2 separate regions of the Mus musculus genome follow, and region 2 is linked to region 1. A link is a contact called in public HiChIP or PLAC-seq data. All regions are on one chromosome and are shown on one strand. Each heading gives the region's core, a stretch centred on a gene start, on an enhancer-like site or on the middle of the called end of the contact. The rest is flanking DNA. Distances are from core to core; before and after follow the strand shown.

Region 1 (6,975 bases), core at 1,486-3,985:
AAAATGTCCAGGCGCAAAACCTATCCTGCAGAGCCCCGCTGAGCTGGCTGGGTCATATGAAGCCATATCTGGAAAGGGACCTGGGTACCTTGCATAATGAGAACAGACCCAGTGATGGCCTGGCTAATGCTCCTGGAAAGGGGACCCTTTGCATCAACAGGAAGAATGACCAGCCTCCTCCCCAAGGACTAGCTTTCAGAGAACCAGCAAGTGCTATGCAAGTTGCCAAGGGAGGGAAGCAACGAACAGTCCTACCTGGCCATGATGTCTATGAACCACAACACCGATCAGCACCCCTAAAGGTGCAACAGTGGCCTTCACAGCTTGGTGGTAACCAACAGCCGTCTAAGTGGACTCACGGCCTGCTCAGGAGGGAAAATCATGCCTGCTACTAGAAACCTAACCGACTATCGGGGCTAGTGACGTCATGGAATCTAAAAAGAGGACCCATGGCTGCCTCTTCACTAGACCAGTATAATTCCTAACGATGGTCTAAATATTACACCCACAGAGAAGTGTAGCCCTCACACACACACACACACACACACACCCCACCGGCAAAGAAGCTTCTCTCTGCAGCAGAGAGAAAATGAGAGAGAACCACAACGGGGCAAAATACAGAGATGGACTGATCATGGATGCCCAGCCCCAATACATACATCTGCAACACAACTCTGGCACCTGAGCCTCAGAGAACACAGAAGAAGAAAGAGTGGAGACTGTAAGAGCCAGCGGATGAGGAAGTCTGTTGTGAATAGTTGCCTCCTTCAAATGATCGGGAAGCTACACCCATTAGATCTCAACAATGTAGCAGCCTAAACAAGGCCCGAATAATGGCAATGCCAATGAACACGCTAACATGGAAGGGGGATCTCATGTGGCCCCGTCTTAGACAACTGCAGGCAAATCAGGACTGCTAAAAATGGGAGAACTAGTCTTTCCCAGGGATGAGCCCCAGAACTGGTTATCCAATACCAAGTGGTCAGCCCTGAAATCATATACACACAAGGAACACTAAACAGGCTCAGAAGGTAGTATTTATACGTGTGTGTGTGTAATTATAATGAAAAGGAGACCATGAATATGAGGGAGATGGAGAGGAACATGGGAGGGGTTGGAGGGAGGAGGCATGAGGGCCACCCTAATGCACCTACCAGGCATCCTCACTGCTCCAGTTGCTAAGTGGACTGAAGCTGAAGGCGCTGCCTTAGCTTCCCGGGAGGGTGCGGGTGTCTTGGGAAACAGCTGGAGCAGTTAGAACAGCTGGCCTCCATCACCTGGCGCTAAGATGCTCCACCTGCCCAAGCCCCACCATCCTCCATGCACAGAATGGAACCACTGCGCCCGTCTGGCCCCACTCCGCTACACAGAGCTCTCTCACATTCCTGTGAATGCCTACACATCCATACCTCTCTCAAGAAAGTCACCTTCTCTGGGAAGCTTTCCCTGGCTTGTAGTTCCCTTGCAGAAAAGCCACCCTGCTCCCCTCATACCCAGAATGCCCCTTCTTGGACTATTTACTTAGCCGTGCGCCTAGAAGCAATGCCAGGTGCTCAGCTGCAGGTTTCTAGCTGAGCAGGCAGCACTCCGCCAAGTCAAATCACACCCTCCTGGCCTGGTAGGTGTGTTAGGGTCACATGAAAGTCTTTAACTTACAGACCCTCCAGGCAGCCCTGCAGCTTGGATTCAGTGTGGGTCGGGGCACCCAGGGCAGCAAGAGGGGGTGGATCTGCAGCAGTTCTGTTCTCCTCCCCTGTCCCCACTCACAGCTGAGGCACACAGCCCAGCGTGCCAGTCCAGCACCAGAGCCTTATCACCCAAGCTGGCAAGTGCTGTGTGTTCCCTGCCACTGCCTGCCTATAAAGCCCGATTGGCGCCAACGCCGTGGAAGCCTGGTTCTGCCTGGATCCGCATCAGCTCTGTCTCCCTAATCACACGCTCCACTTGGGACCATGTCGCTCTACGGCTTTTAACTCGGCCCACGGCCGACGCACCATACTTCTTGTGATATCACCGACATGGCTTAGACAACCTTTCAATGGGGCTGGGATGCTATGGCTCTGAAAGTGCCTGAGTGGCATCAGGGCCACCTCCAAGACAATGGCCTGTCTCAGGAAAGCCGGCCCCTTCTGAGTACGCCTCAGGAGAGAGTGAGCCAAGCAGCCAAGAGAGAGAGGTGGGAACCTGGCGTCAATCCCCGACTGCCTCTCGGGCATACCTCCAGGGAGCTTTCCAAGGCCCCTCCCTGTGGACACCCACCACTCCCAGAAGCCTACACTCCACACACACACACACACACACACACACACACACACACACACACACTGGGTTTCCTCTCAGTTGTCTCCTGGCTCAGGGGCTGGGATAGAGTGGCACACATAAACATTTACTGCACAAGCAGACATTTATTTAGAAGGATGAAATCCAACTACATGGACCTAATTTTTCCCAGAAAAAAAGAGAAAGCTCCTTCTACCCTACACATCCCTCTGCCACGCAGGACAGTGACACTCTAAAGCTTACACCGAAGCCTTTGTGGCCTGCTACTCAGCAGGGACGTAGGAAAGGAGCCCTGGGAAGAGAAACTACACAGTCCCTGGGTCAGGGCGACTTGGACCAGCACTACCTGAAGTGTGTGTCACAACCAACACTTCCACACCCCTGGAAACCGCCAAAAAGAACAATTCTCAGGGCCTGCCTGCTCTATGGTGAGGCTCAATGGAGACAGGGCCCAGGAACTGGGTGAGCAAGCCTGCAGCCCTGGGAGGTGAGAACCCTTGGCAGCTACCATAGCCCTGAGTCATTTCCTTTCCTGGTGCCTCAGGTTCTGTCTCTGGGGACAGAAACCAGGTAACTGTGCTCCCAAGGCATGCACAGATAGTACCTGTCTGACCCAGAGTCCTGTGACCCTGTGAAACACGGAGGGGACATCATGGCATACCCAGCCCAGGTCCAGGACAAAGGCCCATGACCTCCAAGACAGTAGTTCTCAGCCCCTTTGTGGGGGCTGCACATCAGATATCCTGCATATCAAATATTTATATAACAACTCATAACATTAAACTTACAGTTATGAAGTAGCCATGAAAGAACCTTATGGTTGGGGGTCCCCACGGCATGAGGAACTGTATTAAAGGGTTGCATCATTAGGAAGGTTGAGAACCACTCTTCCAAGAGGTGTGCAAGGGAAGACTCAAGTGGCTCAAGTAGAGGCAGACAAGCAAAACCTAGGGCTTCAGCACAGCCCTCTGAGACTGAGTCAATGCTGTCTCCATTAAAGGATGCCAGCTCACAACCCTACAGCACTAGAAGGGACCTGACAGCTCTATTTTACAGAAGGAAGACTGAGGCCTGAGGTCATCCCAGCAGAATATGGAGAGCCAAGCTTCCAGGAGCCAGGGGGAGTTGAAGCAGATAGACTTTGAGACCCCTCCTCACTGTGGCCATGGTAATAGGTCAGCATGTAGTATCACTGACTTGGTACTACCAACCCAGTACTGATGACCTAGTATTGCTAACTCAGTACTGCTCGCTAGCGTCAGGCCAGGAGCTCACACAGGCTGAAGAGGCACAAAGCCTGTAACCAAGCAACAGCTGGTTTTCAAACACCCCCACTTTTGCTGGACTGGGGTCAGAAGTGGGGTCTACATAACTTCAATAAGCTAAAATTCCCCAAATGGCCTCTTTCCTGAGTCTGCTCTCATCCCCACACTCACACAACCATTGCTCTCTGAGCACCTTCTGTATGTTACTCCATGCGGTGGCCTTAATCCTAGCTAGGACAAGACATTCAGTACCTCAGGGTCTTATTTCTCTGGATTTCTAAAAAATTCATTTATTTTTATTTTATTTATGTATGTGTGTGTGTGATGTGTGAGTTTATGTCCACTACACACATGTGGTGCCTGCTGATGCCAGAAGGCACTGGAAGTCCCTGGACATGGAGTTAAAGTGTTTGTGAGTTGCACGATGTGGGTGCTAGGAACCAAACCTGGGTCCTTTGGAGAAACACTATGAGTGCACCCTTAGTCACTAGGCCATCTTTCCCACGCCTACAATGAGGCTTAGAGAAGTTTACTGACCTGCGTGCAGCACACAGAGAGACAGGATGAGTGGACATAGATGCCTGTATCCCACCCATTACCCCCCCCCCATATCAGAGGCTTGGGTTTGTACCTGGTTCAGCCTCAAATAAGGGGACCATGATGCCCCACAGCCGGCAGGGACACCCTAATTTGCCTTTGGTCTTCGGGGAAACCTAAGAGGATATTGAAAAACGAAGCCATGCCGGCAGGTAGCATCACCCAGATCAGCTTGTGTGGCTGACCTCATGCACAGACCTCCAGAGCATTGCGCCCCACTCCCCTCACTCCAGGCAACAGGCCAGCTCTCCCATCTCCAGAGAGCTTACTACACAAGCAGGGAACAGAAAGACCCAGACTCCATCCAGCCCCCTGGCTGCTTCTGTTGAGCTGACACTGTCTACCACCCTTTCCTCCAAACCTGCCCTCAAAAGCTCTCAATGGGGACTGTATCTCCCCACTCCATCCCCACCCCAGCCTGTAAAATCACCCAGAGCCAACAGCCAACAGGACCTTGTCCAAGCAACTCCGGGCAATCGTAGAGGAGAAAAGGCGGTTAGACTTTAAATTAAATAGAACCTTCTCTCTTTATTTCCAGTAAGAAATCATAGACTTGGTTCAGGTACAAAAAATTAATCCCTGGGTTCAGTTTGGGATTCAGCAAATTAGCACCATTTGCTCTGGTTTGGGGTCTGAGGTTTAGATCGAGCCTAGAGGAAGAAGCAATCTGGGACACCCCACACCACAAGCATCACTTGCAAGCTTTGTGGCTCCACTTGAGGGACAGGGATAGGAAAAGACCCTTGGGTGGAGCCAGACTCCTAGTTACCCTCTGGCAAGTAGCCGTCCAAGCCTGAGTAGAAGAGCTTCTCTGTGCCAGCTGGGTCTCCTCTGTGTAGGCTGAGCGCTGGTCACAGCTTCCTTGAAGCTCCCCATCTCTCTGCGCCTCTCTTCCTCTCTCACCCCTCTTCCCTACACCACGCATGTCACTCACGGCACTGCACCCCAGCTGGCAGCCTCAACAGCATCCCTAGAGAGCCTGCATTGGTCCCACTGTGACCTACTCACCCTGTACTTCCCAGGATACTCACTCACTGAGAGAGGCCCCCACACCCAGCAGAGCAGAAGCTCACGCACTGTCCTGGTCACAGACCAATCCCTTAGGGGAAAACTGGGTGGATCAAGCAGGAACCTGGCCCCTTTCTAGACACAGAACTGCCCTTCCAGTTGGCCAGGTTTGGGTCCTGGGGCCAGAAGCAACCCTCCCTCTCCTTCAACCCCCCCACTCTAAGCTCAAAGCACACCCTCTAGCACCCTCTAGGGCCCAGGCAAGGCATCTTCCTGCCTCCACCTTCTCCACCCAGAGCTCTGAGAACCCCTCCAAGTGCAGGTGCTCGCTCTGGAGCACTTGCAGGGGAGAGGAGTGGGCTCTGCACAAACGAGCCTTCCTTCACACTCCACTCTTGGGCTCTGTGAGCACTGTCCGCAGAGCGAGAATGGTGATCCCTACCCTGCAGTCCCAAAGATTAAGACGCGACCTACAGCAAGGACCTAACCCAGCAGCAGGCATACACAGTAAGCACCCTGAAACCTGAGTGCTGGCATACACAGTAAGTACCCTGAAACCTGAGTGCTGGCATACACAGTAAGTATCCTGAAACCTGAGTGCTGGCATACACAGTAAGCACCCTGAAACCTGAGTGCTGGCATACACAGTAAGTACCCTGAAACCTGAGTGCTGGCATACACAGTAAGTACCCTGAAACCTGAGTGCTGGCATACACAGTAAGTACCCTGAAACCTGAGTGCTGGCATACACAGTAAGTATCCTGAAACCTGAGTGCTGGCATACACAGTAAGCACCCTAAAACCTGAGTGCTGGCATACACAGTAAGTACCCTGAAACCTGAGTGCTCCTTCCTCCTGTGTTTAAGGCGCCTTTCACTTTCCCCTGCACCAAACAGGAGCCCAGACAGAAATGAGCTCCACACAAGGGGTTGACAGTCCGCCTAAGACTGTGGTTTGTCTATGAGGTATGGTGGGATAGTTAACAATGGACACTGCCACGTGTCAAAATAAGCAGAGCGGGAGGAACCAAACAGGCTTCCTCTTGGGAGTCCAAGCAGGAGCCTCCAGAAGAGAACAGGAGAACACAGCGCAGCCTGCAGCTTGCTAGAGATGCCTGGGCTGCGGATGCACGGGCTGCTGCGGCAGAGTAGGCGCTGCTAGGGAACCGCTGCGGACAAACACCCCACACAAGACATCGCAGCCTCAACCTCACCTCACACTGTTCCCAAAAGTTCTGCTTCCTGGCCAGTCTACCAGTGCAGGATGGACAGCCAGAGGGAAACAGCCCAGTTTAAAGGCAATAAAAATGTTTTTTTTCTTGCTAAACAAATTAGTTTACATCTGGTGATGTGCAAATAAATAGAAGGACCCAGACCAGACGTCTCCCAAGGCCTGGGCCTCACTCTGTTTGGACCCAGGCCTAGGCACCCGCCAGGAGCACCCTTGTCTCTCGCTTGCTCTCACGCCATCCCTGCTCCCCCCTTCCCACAACTCTCCGTGCTAACTGTCCATCCCGAGGTTCCCAGTCTTCCCCTTGCTCAAGGGAGGAGCTGGCCTCTGGTGCTTGCCCCATGTTCCTTCCAAGCTAGCCTTAGGCAGCGCATGTATGAAATGGGAACAATGGTCTCCTCGTGCCAGAGCTGTGGGGGGAAATAAACATCTCTGAAGTGCCTGGCACTTAGAAAGCATCCCCATGGTGTGGGGCTCCTCCACTGCTCCTGGCCCTAGCTCCTTGGGAAATACATGGAGTGGACTGTGTAGGGTCAGAAGCCCAGTTCTGCCTATGCACAGAGGTGGAGAAACACAGGCATTCCCACAGCACAGA
Region 2 (6,975 bases), core at 2,922-5,421, 65 kb before region 1:
ACTCTTTTCCTAGCATTGGGAACGGCGAGGCCTGATGTGTAGCTGGGACCACTAGGGGAGAGGAAGTGAGAGGTGGCGAGCCATTTACCTGCTGCAGTGCTGTTGTAGTCATAGCTACCTGGGGGCCTGTAACCTGGACTAGGCCTCCGCAGCAGCAGCTCCTGACGCTGAACTCTTGTACCAGGCTTAGAGCTGCCCACTGCCTTTTATCCCAGACCACAAGAGCCGCATAAACCACTCCCCGCCCCCTAAAGCTAAGCTAGATTTACAGGGCTGAGTGAAGGCCACGAACAGTCCAAGATGGTTACACATGTGGCTCTAAACATGCTGGCATCCAGACACTCAGAAGAGCCAATTCTTTCCTCACATTGTTACATACTAATTGCAAAACATTAAAAAAAAATTGAAAATAATGAAGTAGTCAGTGGTCACTTGCCAGAGAACCGCAGTGGACATGGAGAGAGTGAAAGGGCTTGGTTGGTCTTCCCTGCGTGTATCTGCATACAGCCTTACTTGTCAAAAGTGGGATGATAAAATAATTAACAGTCTCTTGCCCTGCCTTTTTCTACTCATTTCTAATGACGAATACCAAAAGAGATGGCATGCCTGTCACGTGCGTGTCCTGTGCCCTTGGCTCTGTCTGTGACATATGCTAACGTGTGTTTTCCAGAAGCAGAGTATGGGAAGTGTCTACGGTCACACCTCTAAACAGCTGTGAGCATACAAGGCACGCTCCATCATCCCTGGAGATACGCTCCATGCCTTAGGGGAGAGGCGCCCACCACTCTCCCCGGGTGAGTCTCCTGTGGCTGTTACAAGCACCATAGTCAGAGTAGTTGAACAACTGGACTTTATTTTCTCTCAAGTCTAGAGACCAGAAGGCTTAGGTTCTGCACTCCTAGGCAGTTTGGGTTCCTGTGAAGGCTGGTTTTTGCAGCTTGCAGACACTACTTTCTCAGCACGGGCTCTCATGGTCTGGCCTTGGTACATGCGCACATGCAGAAAGAGAGCAGGGAACACTCTGGTGTCTTCTTACGAACGCAGTAGTTCTGCTACTCAGGCACTCATAAGCCCGTCTAACCTCAATTGCTTCCCACACTGCAGGTTAGGACTTCAGCATGTGAACCTAAAGAAGAGAACACACCCAGTCCACGACCCCAGTATCCAATCCGTCCCTTCCCCATGCTGATAGAGACAGGAAAGAAGATGGACCCTATTTATCAAGCTTAAAAATGAGATAGGAGAGTCTGGAGGATGCTGTGCGGACGCTGTGGCCATTCTGGCCAGGTTTCCATCTTGACTTTATTTAGGAGCCCTGTGACCTGTGTAGAACACATGCTTTCTCTTCTCCATGGCCCGGCTTATGAAGCTGAAACCACCACCACAATATACGAGGTGCCCGGCAGGGAGTAGGCTCTGGCTGTGCACCCAGCCTGCCCTTGCTGTTCTCTTGACGCCAGTGCCAATCAGCAGGACCTGGCCCTCTCAGCCTGGGGTTAGCACGGACAATAAACAAGTTGGTTTAGGTCAGAAGCCTGGAGAGACTCGAGTTCCTGACCAGGAGGGAGCGTCCCCTGCTCTCCTGCATGCGGTGGGTAGCTCTGGGAACTAGATGAAGTCATCTTGTTTAACAAGAAGCCATCGTGTCTCAGGGGAGAGCCAGTGTGAGGACAAACATCAGTAAACCAGGCTCCCCAAGCAGAACAGCTGAGCGACGTTCAGCACGCGTGGGTAGATAACATCCCATAGCATTTCACAGCCGTCACAACAAAAAAGACCTTGTTAATACAACAGTCTATGACATCAGCTTTTTATGCACTCTGGTAACCTTTCTAATGTGAAAATTTAGTCCATTTACACCACTTATATTTAATGTAATTTCCATATGTTTGGAATTAAATCTATAATCTTACTATTTATTTGTCTCACCTATTCTGTATTTTTCCTTCTTCATCCTCAACTTTGTTCATATTAGACTTTTTTTATTATTCTACTTTCTGCCTGTTAGCTTATCATACACAACTTCCTCTCTTTTTAAGTTACCTTGACATATTACTGTCTAACAGGTTAGTTCTTTTCCTACTTCTTTGGCAGGGCAAGAGCACAGGATTCTCAACTCCATCCAGCCCCGCCCCCAACACGGCACATCTCATTCCTATTCCCCCTCCCTTACTTTAACTCCACTATTCTACCCCATGTTCCTGTGTCTAACAACGGGAGCAGCTGGACCACTTCTGAATCTGTGTTGGGTTTCCCCACTCCTGGTCCCAAATCCTGTACCCCTGCATATCTGTGGCTGTGTTTGCAACTCATCCTTTGCAGCACCCTTCGGGGCTCCTGTTGAAGGCAGGGGATGTCAGGCTCCTTCTTCTTGACTCTGAATTTCAATATCTGTCTTCCTAGAACTTGAAGCCACTGAACGTTCGCCTCGCTTCTCAGCCTCTGACTGCCAGCCTCTGCTCCCACTCTTCTTCCTTGGCCTGTGCCATTTCTGCACCAGCAAATGTGAGCGGGCAGGAAAGACAACGTGAAATGACAGGGTACAATCCCAGCACATCTGTCTCCCTGGGAACTCAGCCTTATCCTGGTAGCCCTAAGCTCCAATCCAGTCTACACGCACAGTAAGGCTGCAAAAAGCTCCCTTGAGTTAGGCAAGTGGTAAATGCCTGAAAGGAAGTTATGACAGCCACAGGCACAGTCACCTCAGTGTATGTGGAGTCCTGGCTGGCTTGTCAGCTCTTCAATGACTTGAAGCATTAAATGTACCCTACCTACCAAACCCCACCATGTTGAAATTTAACTTCTGTTGTGTGACACCATGAGCCAATGTTTCTGTTCCTAGCTGGTACTTATTTCACAGGAGTTTGTCTTCACGCCGTATCTTATGAACAGACAATGCCTTCTCCCGAGGAGTAGGTTTGTCGTGGTGGGAGTCTGCCTCCCTCTTCCTCTCTCTTGCCCTCTACTGACCTTCCAGCTATGCCCTGCCTTCTACCATGCCGTGAAGCAGTAAAAAAGACCTCTGCCAGAGGCTGGCACTTTAGTATCAGCTCCCAGCCTCCAACCCATGAGTCGGCGGATCTCGCTCAGGATCAGTACCCATCCTCAGGTAATGAATGGTCCAACAGAAAACAGACCAAGGCAGACGCTTTAGTCTGATAGAAGCCAAATTTGTTTTAGTCCAGATGTGAAAACACTTTTCCAATAAGTAATCGTAACAACCGTGCAGTATCCTATTTCCTGGCTGCACCAGACTTCATTCCTTATAGTTGTATTTTAAGTTGTTTAGAAAAGAGAAAACTGAAACAACCAGGCTATGATCACCTATCTTATATTTATTCATATTTAAAGCCTTAGGATAATTTTCTGGATATGGAATTGCCGAGTCCAAAGATAAGCACAGTTTTAAGCATGGTCCTACTTACCATCCGAACTGCCCTCCAAAAAGGCTCTATCACTTTATGCCATCGGTAACACCTCTGTTTTCTCTGCAGAGGACTCTTGGTGTTCCCATTTAGAAATAAAAGGAGAAGCCGGGCGTGGTGGCGCACGCCTTTAATCCCAGCACTTGGGAGGCAGAGGCAGAGGCAGGTGAATTTCTGAGTTTGAGGCCAGCCTGGTCTACAGAGTGAGTTCCAGGACAGCCAGGGCTACACAGAGAAACCCTGTCTCGAAAAACCAAAAAAAAAAAAAAGAAGAAGAAGAAGAAGAAAGAAAAGAAGAGAAGAGAAGAGAAGAGAAGAGAAGAGAAGAGAAGAGAAGAGAAGAGAAGAGAAGAGAAGAGAAGAGAAGAGAAGAGAAGAGAAGAGGCTTGGTGGGCCAAGTGTTTGCTGTGTACGCCTGACAATCTGCATTCGATCCCTAACATCACGGCAGGAGAGGATATACTCCTGAGACTCTGTGACCTCTGTACACACACAGTGCCACATACGTGCCCACACTCACCTCCCTCCCAACTTCCTCTCCACCCCAAAATAAAAATCTGTTAGCTTAAGAGTTGAGAGACACCGATAACAGAAAAGAACAGGAGGCTTTTTGTGCGTCCAATGAGTAAGCCAACTACAGAACATAAACAGAAATTTGACAGGCATCAGACGTGGCACAGTGAGACACCAGCACAACACAGCCACCATGACGCAGCAAGCATGACTCAAAAGTTTCAGTTGCTCAAAAATGTAGTCTGTGAATAATATTCTGCAAGTTTCTCTTCCCAGCTCATGTGAGTCACTTACTGAATGGTCTGTAAGCCACAAAGTATGTATCTGACAAGGAACTAAGACCATCAGGCAGGTCATGAGGGAGTTGGTTCCCATCCCCTCTGCCAGCCCAGTCTCTGTGAGAGAGGGGATCCTCACCATCTACTTGGAGGAGCTGGACACAGGATAAGCAACTGCCAGTCGCAAACACAAAGTAGAAGAGTCCGCCTCATCACAGGGCGTTAGAGCATATTTTTTTCTGGATTTATGAAAAAAATCTTCATCACAAAAGAAAACATTTTTAAGAATTACATCCAATGAGAAGGCCAACAGGAATACAGCTTGGTGGTAGAGCTTAGAACACTCAGGACTCCAAGCTCAATCCATAATGCCACAAAAACAAACACCAGAAAAGGGCAGGATTTGAAATTCCACGTATTTAAAAAATAAAAATAAAAGGCTTGATGGTTTAAAAAATGGAAAAGGAGTTGCTATATCAAATGCTAACAACTAATGTGTTTTTAACACACATGCATTGAATACCTAACTGTGTGCCAGGGTGAGACACCAGAAACACAGTTTCCCTCTGCCCTGGGCACCACAGATGTGCTGAACAAAAAGTAAAAATCTCTGCTCTCCTGGTGCTTGCGTTCTGGTAGAAGAGAAGATAATATCAAAGATAAAGAAACAGATTAACCCTGTGATATCAGGTAGATACTACAGGTTATGAGTTCAAACAAAGGCAAGAAGCTAGAGAGTGAGAAGCAGGCCAGACAGAGTCAGGGAAGGGCTGACTGAGCAGGGGCCTGAGGAGAAGGAAGGCAGAAGCCACGTGCCACCTCAGGACAAGCACTGACAGTAAGCAAAGGCCCTGAGACCAGTGACCTCAGAAGGCTCAGGAAGAAAAGCCCAGCAAGCAACAGGGAGAAGGTTGTGGTAAGGTCACAGAAGAGGCTGGGACTGTCCTGCAGGACTCCGTGGGTGGTGATGACAGTGTGTCCTGGCAGGAAGCCATGGATCCTGAGTAGGCAATGGCAGATAGGATGGGCCACGGGGTTCAGTCTGGCTCCGCATGGGGAAGATTTCAGATGAGGTTTGGTTTTAGCACTGAGGGCTTCTATCTTTCTCTGCTCCCTTTCAGGACAGAGGAAACAGGCAATGTGACTCTAGACCAGTGGTTCTCAACCTTCCCGGTGCTGTGACCCTTTAATACAGTTGCTCATGTCATGGTGACCCCAGCCATAAAATTATTTCATTGCTACTTCATAACTGTAAGTTTGCTACTGTGATAAACTGTAGTGTAAATATCTACTATGCAGGATATCTGATATGTGACCCCTGTGAAAGGATTGTTTGACCCCAGTTGGTCACGACCCACAGGTTGAGAACCATGGCGCTAACCACTGCCCCATCTCATAAAACTGTCCACAAGCATAGGTAAATTTTACAGTGTATAAATTCTAACAGGTTACAATCTCTGCATGGCACATATTAAAACACTGCATACTGCTTTTGAAATGAATAAACAATCTTCGAGGCTACATCAAAAATGGGCTTGAGCTAAATTCCTGCCGTCAGGCTTCTCAATGGCCATCCTCCAGGCTTCTCGTGTGCAGACCTCCCTGCTGCTCTGGGCCTCCACAAGCAACCAAAAGACAAGAATACCAGAGCACAGCCTAAAGGGAGATGGAAACATTTGTCTAGATTCACTGCTAGGGTTTCCCAGGGCCAGAGACTCTTCTTCCTCAGGGAACCCCTCTGTCCCTGTTACAGGGGCACTGACCAGCTCAGTCAGAAAAGATGCTAAGTGCCCCTCGGTGGCAGTGGAGGCTCTGGAGTGTCAGGGACCCAAGGAAAGAAAACATGTCGGGAAAGGTAGCCCAGTGAATAAATCCTGACATTTCTTAACACTCTCGGCTTCCACGGTTCCAAAACTGAAAGCTGAGCTCTCTATGTGTCTGGCTACCACTTCTGTTCCACTCACCCCGTGATGCCTCAGGTCCACAGAGCTCAGTGCCTCCATTAAGATGGGCCTGAGAGCCCATGATAACTCTTAGAGCCCAGGCTCCAAGCTCTCCTTTCCCACCCTGCACTTTCTCGGAGGCTCTGGAACTCCACAGGCGTCCTGCCTGGCCCACATCACACAGGGAGGACAGTAACGGTCACCAAAAGTCACTTGTTTTTATGGAAGCTCAGAAAGCACAGACAGTAATGGGGTGGTCAGACACCCAGAGGGAACAGCTGTCGGACAGTAATGGGGTGGTCAGACACCCAGAGGAAATGGCTGTTGGACAGTAATGGGGTGGTCAGACACCCAGAGGGAACGGCTGTTGGACAGTAATGGGGTGGCCAGACACCCAGAGGGAACGGCTGTTGGGTTCTAGACAACTTGAGGATGGACACAAGTCCCGAGCCACAAGTATCCATTTACAACCTCACAATTCAGCTTCCTTGGAAACAAGCTCATTAGTCAACTCCTATGCTCATGTTTCCTCTCTCAACGCTGTAATGTTTCTTCCAACTGCTAGAAAATACATAAAACCCAAGAAGGAAGATGGGCTGGCAGCAGGGGAGGTTCAGGGTACCCAGCTCCAGACAACTCGAAAGTAGGGATGAAGATGGTGGTTCCTTCCCATCTTAGAAGGATCAGTAACTGTAAAAACATCCCAGTCCCTGGCAGAATCTGAAATCAGGATGGCAGGGAAGAGGGAAAGCAAGCACATTTGGCAGAAACCACACTTGAACTGTTTTTTTTTTGTTTTGTTTTTTGTTTTGTTTT

What was found. HiChIP or PLAC-seq counts read pairs in DNA pulled down with a chosen protein or histone mark.
Region 2: an H3K27ac HiChIP or PLAC-seq map of embryonic fibroblasts shows a contact between it and region 1, with 7 times the contacts expected there. The contact joins two enhancer-like sites. A contact is called at or near these places in 6 of 484 Hi-C or Micro-C datasets (adipose-derived mesenchymal stem cells, embryonic fibroblasts, embryonic stem cells and 2 more) and 2 of 115 datasets of contacts at active chromatin or transcription factors (the NIH/3T3 cell line and embryonic fibroblasts).

The regions. Positions count from the first base shown.
Region 1 is chr4:107,484,526-107,491,500 of GRCm38.p6, reverse strand. The region is part of intron 2 of Glis1 (GLIS family zinc finger 1); the gene reads right to left. Among named protein-coding and RNA genes, the nearest start is that of Gm46866, 53 kb to the right of the region's middle. Within about 2 kb of position 2,735, at least 28 of the 459 cell types and tissues checked have an H3K27ac peak or open chromatin away from gene starts, as enhancers often do. A contact at or near this core is called in the NIH/3T3 cell line and embryonic fibroblasts, where this site is marked.
Region 2 is chr4:107,551,112-107,558,086 of GRCm38.p6, reverse strand. All of the region lies in intron 2 of Glis1 (GLIS family zinc finger 1), which reads right to left. Among named protein-coding and RNA genes, the nearest start is that of 4930552P06Rik, 43 kb to the left of the region's middle. Within about 2 kb of position 4,171, at least 55 of the 459 cell types and tissues checked have an H3K27ac peak or open chromatin away from gene starts, as enhancers often do. A contact at or near this core is called in the NIH/3T3 cell line and embryonic fibroblasts, where this site is marked.